Regions from separate parts of the Sus scrofa genome. Here region 1 is linked to region 2. A link is a contact called in public HiChIP or PLAC-seq data. All regions are on one chromosome and are shown on one strand. The core of a region is the stretch at or near the end of the contact, and the rest is flanking DNA. Distances in the headings are between cores, read along the strand shown.

The links. HiChIP or PLAC-seq counts read pairs in DNA pulled down with a chosen protein or histone mark.
Region 1: a contact with region 2 is called in an H3K27ac HiChIP or PLAC-seq map of alveolar macrophages. The contact joins two enhancer-like sites. A contact is called at or near these places in 1 of 47 Hi-C or Micro-C datasets (subcutaneous adipose tissue) and 1 of 2 datasets of contacts at active chromatin or transcription factors (alveolar macrophages).

Annotation. Positions count from the first base shown.
Region 1 is chr2:102,892,376-102,898,543 of Sscrofa11.1, forward strand. The region is part of intron 6 of LOC106508433 (a long non-coding RNA gene); the gene reads left to right. Among named protein-coding and RNA genes, the nearest start is that of PCSK1, 160 kb to the right of the region's middle. Within about 2 kb of position 3,421, at least 14 of the 83 cell types and tissues checked have an H3K27ac peak or open chromatin away from gene starts, as enhancers often do. A contact at or near this core is called in alveolar macrophages, where this site is marked.
Region 2 is chr2:102,457,243-102,462,959 of Sscrofa11.1, forward strand. No RefSeq gene overlaps it. Among named protein-coding and RNA genes, the nearest start is that of GLRX, 22 kb to the left of the region's middle. Within about 2 kb of position 3,724, at least 4 of the 83 cell types and tissues checked have an H3K27ac peak or open chromatin away from gene starts, as enhancers often do. A contact at or near this core is called in alveolar macrophages, where this site is marked.

The DNA.
Region 1 (6,168 bases), core at 2,171-4,670, 430 kb after region 2:
CAACATCGCTGATTATAAGAGAAATGCAAATCAAAACTACCATGAGATACACCTCACACCAGTCAGAATGACCATCATTCATAAGTCCACAAATACCAAATGCTGAAGGCGGTATGGAGAAAAGGGAACCCTCATGCACTGTTGGTGGGAATGTAAGCTGGTACAACCACTATGGAGAACAGTTTGGAGATACCTTAGAAATCTACATAGAACTTCCAGGAGTTCCCGTCGTGGCGCAGTGGTTAACGAATCCGACTAGGAACCATGAGGTTGCGGGTTCGGTCCCTGCCCTTGCTCAGTGGGTTAACGATCCGGCGTTGCCGTGAGCTGTGGTGTAGGTTGCAGACGCGGCTCGGATCCCGCGTTGCTGTGGCTCTGGCGTAGGCCGGTGGCTACAGCTCCGATTCAACCCCTAGCCTGGGAACCTCCATATGCTGCGGGAGCGGCCCAAGATATAGCAACAACAACAACAACAAAAGACAAAAAGACAAAAGACAAAAAAAAAAAAAAAAAAGAACTTCCATATGACCCCACAATCCCACTCTTGGGCATCTATCCGGACAAAACTCTACTTAAAAGAGACACATGCACCCGCATGTTCATTGCAGCACTATTCACAATAGCCAGGACATGGAAACAATCCAAATGTCATCGACAGAGGATTGGATTCGGAAGAGGTGGTATATATACACAATGGAATACTACTCAGCCATAAAAAAGGATGACATAATGCCATTTGCAGCAACATGGATGGATCTAGAGAATCTCATCCTGAGTGAAATGAGCCAGGAAGACAAAGATAAATACCATATGATATCACTTATAACTGGAATCTAATATCCAGCACAAATGAACATCTCCTCAGAAAAGAAAATCATGGACTTGGAGAAGAGACTTGTGGTTGCCTGATGGGAGGGGGAGGGAGTGGGAGGGATCGGGAGCTTGGGCTTATCAGACACAACTTAGAATAGATTTACAAGGAGATCCTGCTGAATAGCATTGAGAACTATGTCTAGATACTCATGTTGCAACAGAAGAAAGGGTGGGGGAAAAAACTGTAATTGTAATGTATACATGTAAGGATAACCTGACCCCCTTGCTGTACAGTGGGAAAAAAAAATGTATGTGTATATATATATATATATATAAGAAAAAAAAAAGTTCATATAATGGTTGTTCCTGCTTGCTTGCTTGCTTGTTTGGATGTAAAACCAGCACTTCATTCTTAAAAGTCAGTAGGGGTGATATAAATATATACATGTAACATCCTGTTTATTTTCCTGTTACTACTTGATTTTAGAATGCATCACACTGTTCTTAAGTATTCCCCAACAGAAACCAGCACCAGGCAGTGGCAGCATAAGCATGGGCCACCAGGAATGCACTGCTCGTTGGGTGTTTAATTGGTAATAAGGGTGGATTATGGCCTCTTTCCAATACAGGAGACATGATGCAAATCTGCATGATGCCATCTTCTTTTGCCTTATGCCTTCTCAAGACAGGGAGCCCACATGGCACTTGGCACTGATTGTAGGGCAGGAAAGGAACATGGCAGCAGCATCCATAGCACCAGTGACCTGAGGAACATGTCTATAGCAGTTGTGTGGATCTTTGCTGCCTGGGGGTTGTTTATCCCTTTGCTTCAGTGCAGGCCTTGATGAAGAATAGGATTCCAGGGCAAGAGAAAAATTACTCTGTTCTCTTATCTGAGGTTAGAAGGAGCCTGGAGCCCAGATCCCAGGCTTCCTAGGCCTCAAGTTTAGTACTGCCATGTAGTGGGATCCCTACACTGTTGGGTTCTGATTAAATATGTTGTAAATTACATGCAGGAACATCAGTAGATCATACATCTATTCGAGTTAAAAGAAGGAAAGTTTCCCCCCCGGGAAGTTAGATATATCTATTAGAATATACTTTACAATTAAAGAAAGCTGTAGGATATCTTGAGATAGAAAGGATATAAGGCGAGATTACTGAATTTACTAGCCACGTTGACACCAGTTGCTAAAAAGATAGTTTTGGATTATTTTTCATTCATAGCCAGACAGAGATAGTGAATGGGGAAGACATACTTTCTGGACCTTCTCCTCAGAACCTCAGCACCCATCCTTCTTTTGGTTAACATTTTGCAACGCTACAATCTGGCAGCTTCATTTTGCATAAACGTGAAAGTCACGTTATTGTATTTTTTTGGAACTAAACTTTGCAACTTGTGTGCACTCTTGAAGCCATGGCTGTGACACCATGGCTTTTGTTCCTTTTGGGCAAGTTCACCTTCTGGGAACATGGTGTATTGTAGGCCATCACCAGTGATAGTCTAGCCGGTGCTCAGTGTTTCAGGAGCAGGTTTATGATATACCTTTCTTTAAGGCTAATTGCTTTCTGGTTTATGATAATTTGATGAAGAGGCTTATAACTTTTATTACATATTACCTCATTTAAAAGATCATATTCACTTACCATATGTCACTGATATCACAGCACACATTCTTTCGCATTTTAACATTTTTGAAATTAGGTTGTGTTTTACTGTCAATGGCATGCCATCATTGAGTCACCAGTCTTCCTCCTTATTCTTTAAAAAAATCTTCTCCTTTTTTTTTTTTTTTTTTTTTTTTTTACAAAAATCTTCTTTAAAGAAACATGCCTCTGTTAGGGGAGCATTGGAGGCCCTCTACCCCACCTATGTTTCTGGTGCCTGACGCACTAAAGGAATTCAGGGATTCATACTACTTGGGTCCTACAGTTGTGGGAAAACCAAGGCATCTTATTTATATATTGGCATATTATTGTGTCCTCTCCTTTGTGAGAGAAGGAACAATAGCATAGATAGATATGTGATAAAATTGATTCATGAATTGGACTCTTTGATAATGACTTTGTCTGACATTCAGTGAATGCTACAAAGTATATATTCTTCCACATCTTGGAAGAATATAACAGGTAGAAAAGACACACCCATATGATAAGCAAAATGACTATGACAGGTGTAATAATAGAGTATATGAATGATACCAAATGACAGAGTCAGTTGATCAGTATAAATCCTGAGTGGGAAGAGGTTACTTTGGGTTAGGAAAAGTTAATGGAAGATATGAGAGGTGAACTGGCTTTTGAAAGCAATAAACGATTTGAATAAGAAGAAATGGGGGAGAGGGAAAATATGTTCTCTTCTCTAAATTTTTTTAGGGACATCTATCTACAGTAAATGAATTCAAAGTAGATGTGTATTTTTAGGCTCTGAACATGCACTTGCAAATGCAGCATACATTTATGAGACTGGCTGTTTTACTAAGAACCAATTAGAATATATCTGCTTTTCTGGGAATTTTGAATATTTTTCACTAACTTGGGGTGACAAAGGAAGACAGCAAAGCACTGACTCATCATTGAGAAAGCACAGAAAGGATTAGCTGGGCAGACTTAACTCCAGAGAGGCTTCAAGAGGACTGGCCATCCTAGACCTGAATGTGAACAGTGAGTATAACCTATGACTCACAAAGAACTCTTGAAATGGGTAAAATGACTAAGCCATTCTCATCAGAAACAAGCTGGACTAGGCCACACTTGGATTATTTAGCAGGAAATTATGAGGTCTTCTAAATAAACAAGCCACCGTTTTGGAAGATAGTCTCAGCTTCCCTTGTGGTTATGCCACTTACATTTCAAATCATCATACTGGGACTCTTCCGGAGCTAGAATTGTGAAATGCTGTGCTGCCTGCAGAACTTCGTTGAGAGCTCCTTGTCATACTTAAACAGGTCTGACTTCCCCTTTCCCTTCTCAGTCATTTCCTTCCTTGCTTCTTCTAACATTTGAAAGCTCAATTCGAGCACTCAGAAGTTTATTAATAAGGTTTGAAGTTCCTTCTTTACTGAAATTTGCAGCGTAATTCTAAACTTGAAAATCAAGTGATGAAGACCCTCTCTGCAATCATGAATACCAGTTCATGTGGCTTAATTAACGTTTTTTTCCTTTCTATTTTCTGCTTATCTTTTCTATTTTTCTGTTTATCTTTTCTGCGTATCCATCTAATGGTTAAAAGCCATGTTCAATACATTTTAAAACTCCTCTTCCATTTTAATAATTTTTTTTCTCAGACTTGGGGCCTCCGATTCCTCTCTTAACCATCTGTTCTATGCTCTCGAGACACTAGAGGAGCAGTTATCCACCCTTCTGCACTCTAGATACTTTTAAAAGATGCTGGTGCCCAGGCCCTGGCCATAGACATTTTATTATTTATTTATTTATTTATTTGTCTTTTTGCCATTTCTTGGGCCGCTCCCGTGGCATATGGAGTTTCCCAGGCTAGGGGTCCAATCAGAGCTGTAGCTGCCAGCCTACGCCAGAGCCACAGCAACGCGGGATCCGAGCCGCGTCTGCAGCCTACACCACAGCTCACGGCAACGCCGGATCGTTAACCCACTGAGCAAGGGCAGGGACCGAACCCGCAACCTCATGGTTCCTAGTCAGATTCGTTAACCACTGTGCCACGACGGGAACTCCTAGACATTTTAACTTATTGTTCTGAGGTAGGGTTCAGAATCAGAATTTTTTAAAATTGAAATACAATTGATTTACAATGTTGTGTAAGTTTCAGGTGTTCAGCAGAGTGATTCAGATTTGTGTGTGTGTGTATATATATATTCTTTTTCAAATTCCTTTCCCTTATAGGTTATTACAAAATATTGAGTAGAGTTCCCTGTGCTCTACAGTAGGTTACCTATTTTATATACAGTAGTGTTTGTGTGTTAGTCTCAGACTCCTAATTTATCCCTCCCCCCTTTCAGCCTTGATAACCATGGTTTTCTTCCTTCCTTCCTTCCTTCCTTCCTTCCTTCCTTCCTTCCTTCCTTCCTTCCTCCCTCCCTCCCTCCCTTGCTTTTTAAGGCCACAGGTGCAGCATATGGAAGTCCCCAGGCCAGGGGTCAAATCTGAGCTGGAGCCACAGCAACACAGGATCCAAGCTGCGTCTGCAATCTACACCACAGCTCACAGCAACACCAGATCCTTAACCCACTGAGCGAGGCCAGGGATTGAACCAGCATCCTCATGGATACTAGCCAGGTTCGTTTCTGTTAAGTCACATCGGGAACTCCTAATTTGTTTTCTATGTCTGTAAGTCTATTTCTGTTTTGTGTATAAGTTCATTTGTATCATTATTTTTTTAGAGTCCACATATAAGCGTCATCATATGTGATATCTTACATCATATCTTTGGCTTACTTCACTTAGTATGATAATCTCTAGAATTTTTTTTTTTTTTCAAACTTGGTGGTGGTACTCAGAGACATCCCAAGGGGTGCACCGGCTGGGAGAGGTTAGAGGAAGTCATCTTTGTTTTTGTTTGTTTGTTGTTTGTTTGTTTTTTGCCTTTTCTAGGGCCGCTTCCGCAGCAATGGAGATTCCCAGGCTAGGGGTCTAATTGGGAGCCGTAGCCACCGGCCTGCGCCAGAGCCACAGCGACACTGGATCTGAGCTGAGTCTGCAACCTACACCACAGCTCATGGCAACGCCGGATCCTTAACCCACTGAGCAAGGGCAGGGATCGAACCCGCAACCTCATGGTTCCTAGTCAGATTCGCTAACCACTGCGCCACGACGGGAACTCCAATCTCTAGAATTTTTTAAAATTGAGATATAGTTTACATGTAACACTATGTTAGCTTCAGATTTATAACGTAATAATTTGATACTTGTATATATTGTGCAATGTTCATCACAGTAAGTCTAGTTAACATCCATCATCACACACAGTTACAAATTTTGTGTGTATGTGATTGATCTTTTAAGATTTACTCTCTTAGCAGCTTTTAAATATACGATATGGTATTATTAACTATAGCCACCATGCTGCACATTATGTAATCTATGACTTATTTATTTTACAATTGGAATTTTGTATCTTTTGACCACCTTACCCATTTTGCCCACCCTCACGCTCTACCTCTGGTGACTACCAATCTACATTCTCTCTCTATGAGTTTTGTTTTTTAAACTCCTGAGGCAATTGTAGAGCCAGGTTTGAGAAGTACTCTGTCAGTTTTGAAACCTGGTCAGAACCAATGAAAACTAAATCAGAAGGCAAGGTTAGTCCAGTTTAGTGAATCATGAGTTAGAATTTCTCTGGCAGCTATTAGGACAAAGACTGTTACGGATATCCAGTCA
Region 2 (5,717 bases), core at 2,474-4,973:
TACTTGAGATAAAAACTAAAAGAAGCTGAAACTGGAAAATGAAGATTGGAGCTGACAGTAAGTGTGGACAACATTTCTGGAAGCACTAGGAAATTAATCAAGAGGAAACACAAGTGTCTGAGCCATTTCTTCCCCAAGCATCTGCCCTTCCATTTCTTTCCATCCAGCAACTTTCTACCACATAGCAACTCCCAGATTTCATGATTCCTCCACAGATATGAAGTTCAATTAAAGACAGATAGGGAGTTCCTGTCGTGGTGCAGCAGAAATGAATCCGACTTGTATCCATGAGGACACAGGTTCAATCCCTGGCCTCACTCAGCTGGTTAAGGATTTGGCATTGCCATGAGCTGTGGTATAGGTGGCAGATGTGGCTTGGATCTGGTGTTGCTGTGGCTGTGTTTTAGGCCAGCAGCCGTACCTCTGATTCGACCCCTAGCCTGGGAACTTCCATATGCCACGGGTGTGGCCCTAAATAAATAAATAAAACTATCAAAGTGCAGAACTATGTGTATAGGATAATCTCCTTTGTATGAATATAAAAATGTAGAGTATGAGACTTATATATGTGTGTGTTTATTTGCATATATTTGTATACGAATGAGATGTATATCTGTATATCCTAACATGAAAGATTTACAAGTGAAAAACATCAAATTTTAAAAGTTGCAAAGCAATATCCATTATCAAAAAAAAAATGAGAAATAAAAAATGATACATGTGGATGGATCCATGTACTATTTATGATGTAAATGCCCAGAAAGGGGGCTGGAAGGATGTATAGCAAACTGTGCACAGTGTGGCTTCTGAGGAGAGTGGTCTTGGGAGGGATGTTGCTGGTTTTCAGCCTTACTCCATAGACATCTGTATTATTTGAAACTTGTGCAATAAAGATGTATTCATGTATTATTCATGCAAGGGAAAAAAATAAGCGAAAAGATCAGAAAAGAAAACTATGTGGCTAACACTTGATACTCTCCTGGGAAATTAGAGAATTGGAGGGAGGTAAATGCAGACTTGAGGTGACACACCCCAAATTTACTAAGCCCAGCCTTGCTGGGAGCAGGGTAGCAGAGAGGGTCATGAAGGAGAAAGGGGACAGAGATGCCAGACCCAAGCCCTTCACTTCTGCAGACTGGGGGCTCACCAGAGAGCTATGAAGAGACTGAGCTTGAAAATCCATCTCAAGACACCATGATCCTTCAGCAGCTCTGGGGCAATGGGGATGGGAGACGCTTTTTCAAGGTCGCTGAGCAGTCATTTCCCTACACTTTTCAGGAGAAGATGAAATTTCAGGGCTTCCCCTTCGGCCTCTGGATTACCAAAAAATGGAACTATTTCTGGAGAAGAGAGATTGTCACCCTAGGCCTGGTGATGCCTGGTGCTAGAGCATGAGCTGCCTGGTGCCCTGCACCCTGGGCCAACACAAAGGGACAGGTGGTCGCCAAGGCCAGTCTGCAGATGACACAAACAGCAGATGATCAGAAACAGGGGCTGTTTTCTGAGAATGAAACTGTCATGTTCGTTCTCAGGAGCATGTGGCTGTTGGCGAAGAGACCCAGCCCTTGAGGCCCTTTTCGTGCTCGAGGTGATCGCGGCCTGACTGTGTCTGGAGTCCTGAGACCCACCAGGGGCGTGGCAGGCTGCGAACTTCGGAGACCTACAAGTCAGTCGTCTGTACCCTCACCAATAAATATTTGGGGAAAAGGGGTCTTCCTAAGCACAAACTTCAGAAATACTGGGGCAGAGGATGCTCATTAGGGGAGGTCAGGGGACCAACCACAGGACCAGGCCTGTCCTTTAATGGTAGGGCCGCCAGGGCCACCTGGAGTTACATCTCTTTTCTCAACCAGCCTGGCTGACCTTGATCTCTTGCTAGGGCTACTATGGCCCCTGGGCAAAGACAACACACAAATTCATGAAGTGTTCCATATTTTTGAGCTTTTGTAACCCAGTTTTCCTTCATGTTTTGCTTCAGAGAAACCAGACCAAAGGAAATATATTAAGGTCCTAGGGTTCCCGTAGTGGCTCAGCAGGTTAAGAACCTGACTAGTATCTTTGAGGATGTGGATTTGATCCCGGGCCTCACTCAGTGGGTTGAGGGTCCGGTGTTGTTGTGACTGTGGTCTAGGCCGGCAGCTATAGCTCTGATTCTACCCTTAGTTCTGATTCAAACTTTCATATGCCAAGGGTGCGGCCCTAAAAAGACTTAAAAAAAAAAAAAAAAAGGTCCTAAAAAACGCACAACCATTTCTTGAGAGGAGGGTATATAACAGAGGAGTGGGTGATAATTCCTGTGTGGTGTTTTCTCGGTGCAGGTCACTTCCCCTCCCTCCTCACAGGAAGAACAAGCAGAACTTTGTGTTCTAAGTTCCAGATTCCCTTGTCCTGGATGAGATAGGGGCCAGTGTCAGCTCTTTTCTCTTCTAGAATGCAAACCATAGTGTTGAAATGTAAGGAGGAGCTGGAGAGAGTGAGGGGATGGGGGCTGGGCTTTGAGGGGCGTGGGGGAGCGGCCTGGCTCTGGTGGCAGAGAGGGTGGTGGGTCTTGAGAAGCTGGGACCGTGTGCCTCTGGCTATCCAGCACCCTGAGCTGTGATACACCTGGGGTGAATTGAGTCATGAGTCTGTGGACACCTGGGGGTGAACGCTGTCTCAGGACCTGGTGGCCTGGCCTGCCCGGAGGAGGTGGAGGCCCCCTCACCAGCCTGCAGGTTGAGTTGGGGCTGGACATGGGCAGCTTCCTGGCTACCATGATGCACCCAAGGACCCTGGAAACTTTTATTTTATTTTATTTTTTTTAAGGACAGCACTGGTGGCATATGGGGGTTCCCAGGCTAGGGGTCGAATCGGAGCTACAGCTGCCAGCCTACGCCACAGCCACAGCAAGTCGGGATCTGAGTCACGTCTGCAACCTACACCACAGCTCACGGCAATGCCAGGTCCTTAACCCACTGAGTGAGGCCAGGGATTGAATCTGCAACCTCATGGATACTATTCGGGTTCATTAACCACTAAGCCACTACAGGAGCTCCACCCTGGAAATTTAGAACCTCAGAATTCTTTGCCATGCCCAGAGATTGGACGGGGACAGGATGCTGGGACTGAACTAGATTTCATTTTCTTTTCTTTCCTTCCTTCCTTCCTTTCATGGCTTGCACTCACGGCATATGGAAGTTCCTACACCACAGCCACTGCAATTCTGGATCTAAGCCGCATTTGTGACCTAAGCTGCAGCTTGTGGCAACACTGAGTGATGCCAGGGATTGAACCTGAATCCTCACGGACACTATGTCTCGTTGTTAACCCTCTGAGCCACAATGGGAACACCTAGATTTCATTTTCTTTAGAGAAATTAAGAAATGTGGTGATTCATAAGCTCTAGGGTAGTGAGGTTAATTCCCAGCGCACAGGGATTTGTTGGTAGATCATTGAGGAAAGGGGTTTCCACCAGTGGCTTTAGAGCAGGGGTAGAACTGAAGTGTGGTGTGTGGAGAAGGAAGAACAATGCCTGAACAGGTCCAGGAGAGCTGAAGGAGTAATAGGGGAGGATGGGCAGAGGCGCTCCTAGCAGCAGGTGTTCAAAAGGGACGTGAGGACCAGAACGCTCTGCCTTTTCCTGAGGGTGTGGATCCAAGCCCTCCTCTGCCTCCTCCAGGACCTCTTCAGTGAAACTGAAACTCCTCCCCCGGTGCTCTCCCATGGCTGGCTTCTCCTCCCCCTCCTTCCTCTTAGAAATGTTTTAAAGTAACTCTGGGTCACTGTTTTAAAAAAAATCACATGGGGTTCCCGTCATGGCACAGGAGAAACGAATCTGACTGGAACCATGAGGTTGCGGATTCAATCCCTGGGCTCACTCAGTGGGTTAAGGACCTGGTGTTACCATGAGCTGTGGTGTAGGTCGCAGATGCGGCTTGGATCCCGTGTTGCTGTGGCTGTGGTGTAGGCTGGCAGCTTCAGCTCCGATTTGACCCCTAGCCTGGGAACCTCCATATGCCACAGGAGCGGCCCTAAAAAGCAAAAAAAAAAAAAAAAAAAAAAAAAAAATCATATGAAAAGATACTTTGTCTTACTCTGGCCTCAAGTTCCTCTCCCCAGTGCAATCACAGTTCCTTGAATCCCTGGTTCTTGTTTCTGGAGATAGCTGTGTTTTTTTGTTGGTCAGCTTGTTTGTTTTTAGGGCCGCATCTATGGCATATGGATGTTCCCAGGCTAGGGGTCTAATTGGAGCTACTGCTGCCAACCTGTGCCACAGCCACAGCCACAGCCAGATCTAAGTCTGCAACCATAGCTCACGGCAATGCTGGATCTTTAACCCACTGAGTGAGGCCAGGGATTGAACCCTCAACCTCATGGTTCCTAGTCAGATTCTCGTTTCTGCTGTGCCACTACGGAAACTCCTGGAGATAGTTGTTTTTGTTTTTGTTTTTTCTTAAGCAGTAGCATATCTGCTCCTGGTTCTCCCTTTCCTTCGGTCACACAACAGTTTATCTAGAGTATATGGTGCACCAAGTCGTCTTTATAATGCTACTTAGTGTTCCATTTTATGAATGGACTATAACACATTTAACCAGTTTCCTGTGGTTGGAGTTGAGGCTTGTTTCAGTCTAGCAGGACTGTTACAAAGACTCCCCTTGTCCTGTAAGTGTGTGTGTGTGTGTGTGTGTGTGTGTGTCTACTTTCTGAGATCTCAGGGAACTCCCAGAGGAGAGCCGTGGTGTTGCAGAGACGGTGCAGGGGGACTCAGGAGCTGAAGTCAGAGGACCAAAAGAGATTAAATCCCAGGGAATGTTATTATTGGGGAACTCTGGGGCTTCTCCAGCAGGAGAATTGGAGATTTGAGGGATCATAAAGAGATCTCAAGAGTTCATCATCAGTTTCTCCCTCCTCTGAATCTCAGAAGTTGCTTGACAGTGTAAATCAACTATAATAGAAGAAATAACTAAAAAAGAGAAAGAAAAAAGAAAACAGTTCATCATTAAAAAAAAGAAGTCTCTGGAGTTCCCCTTGTGGCTCAGTGGAAATGAATCTTACCAGGAACCATGAGGTTGCAGGTTCGATCCCTGGCCTCGCTCAGTGGGTTAAGGATCCAGGGTTGCTGTGAGCTGTGGTGGAGGTCGAAGACATGGCTCGGATCTGGCATTGCTGTGGCTCTGGCTTGGGAACCTCCATATGCCATGGGAGTGGCCCTAAAAAGCAAAAAAAAAAAAAAAGAAAGAAAGAAATCCCTTTAGCTAACGTGCTCTAATGTGTCTGCAGCCAGGTTTTGAGAAGGAAAACTCATCTTTACAACCCCTGCACCACTCACACACCTGCCAGAAGATCTGACTGAATTGAGTATAGCTTATTTTTTGTGAAGAAACGTATAGCATCTTCTTCAGTGTTGCTGTTTTTTATTTTATTTTTTGCTTTTTAGGGCTACACCAGCAGCATATGGAAGCTCCCAGACTAGAGGTCTAATTGGAGCTGTAGCCGCCGGCCTACGCCTCAGCCACAGCACTGCCAGATCCGAGCCGCATCTGCGAATTACACCATAGCTCACGGCAACCCTGGATCCCTAACCCACTGAACGAAGCCAGTGATGAACCTGCAACCTCATGGTTCCTAATTGGATTCGTTTCCACTGCACCACAACAGGAACTCCAGTGTTGCTGTTTTTCTCTCTCAGTCTTCCGCAGAAAACTGCAGTCCTTGCAAAGACCTTCCATTTATTTTTG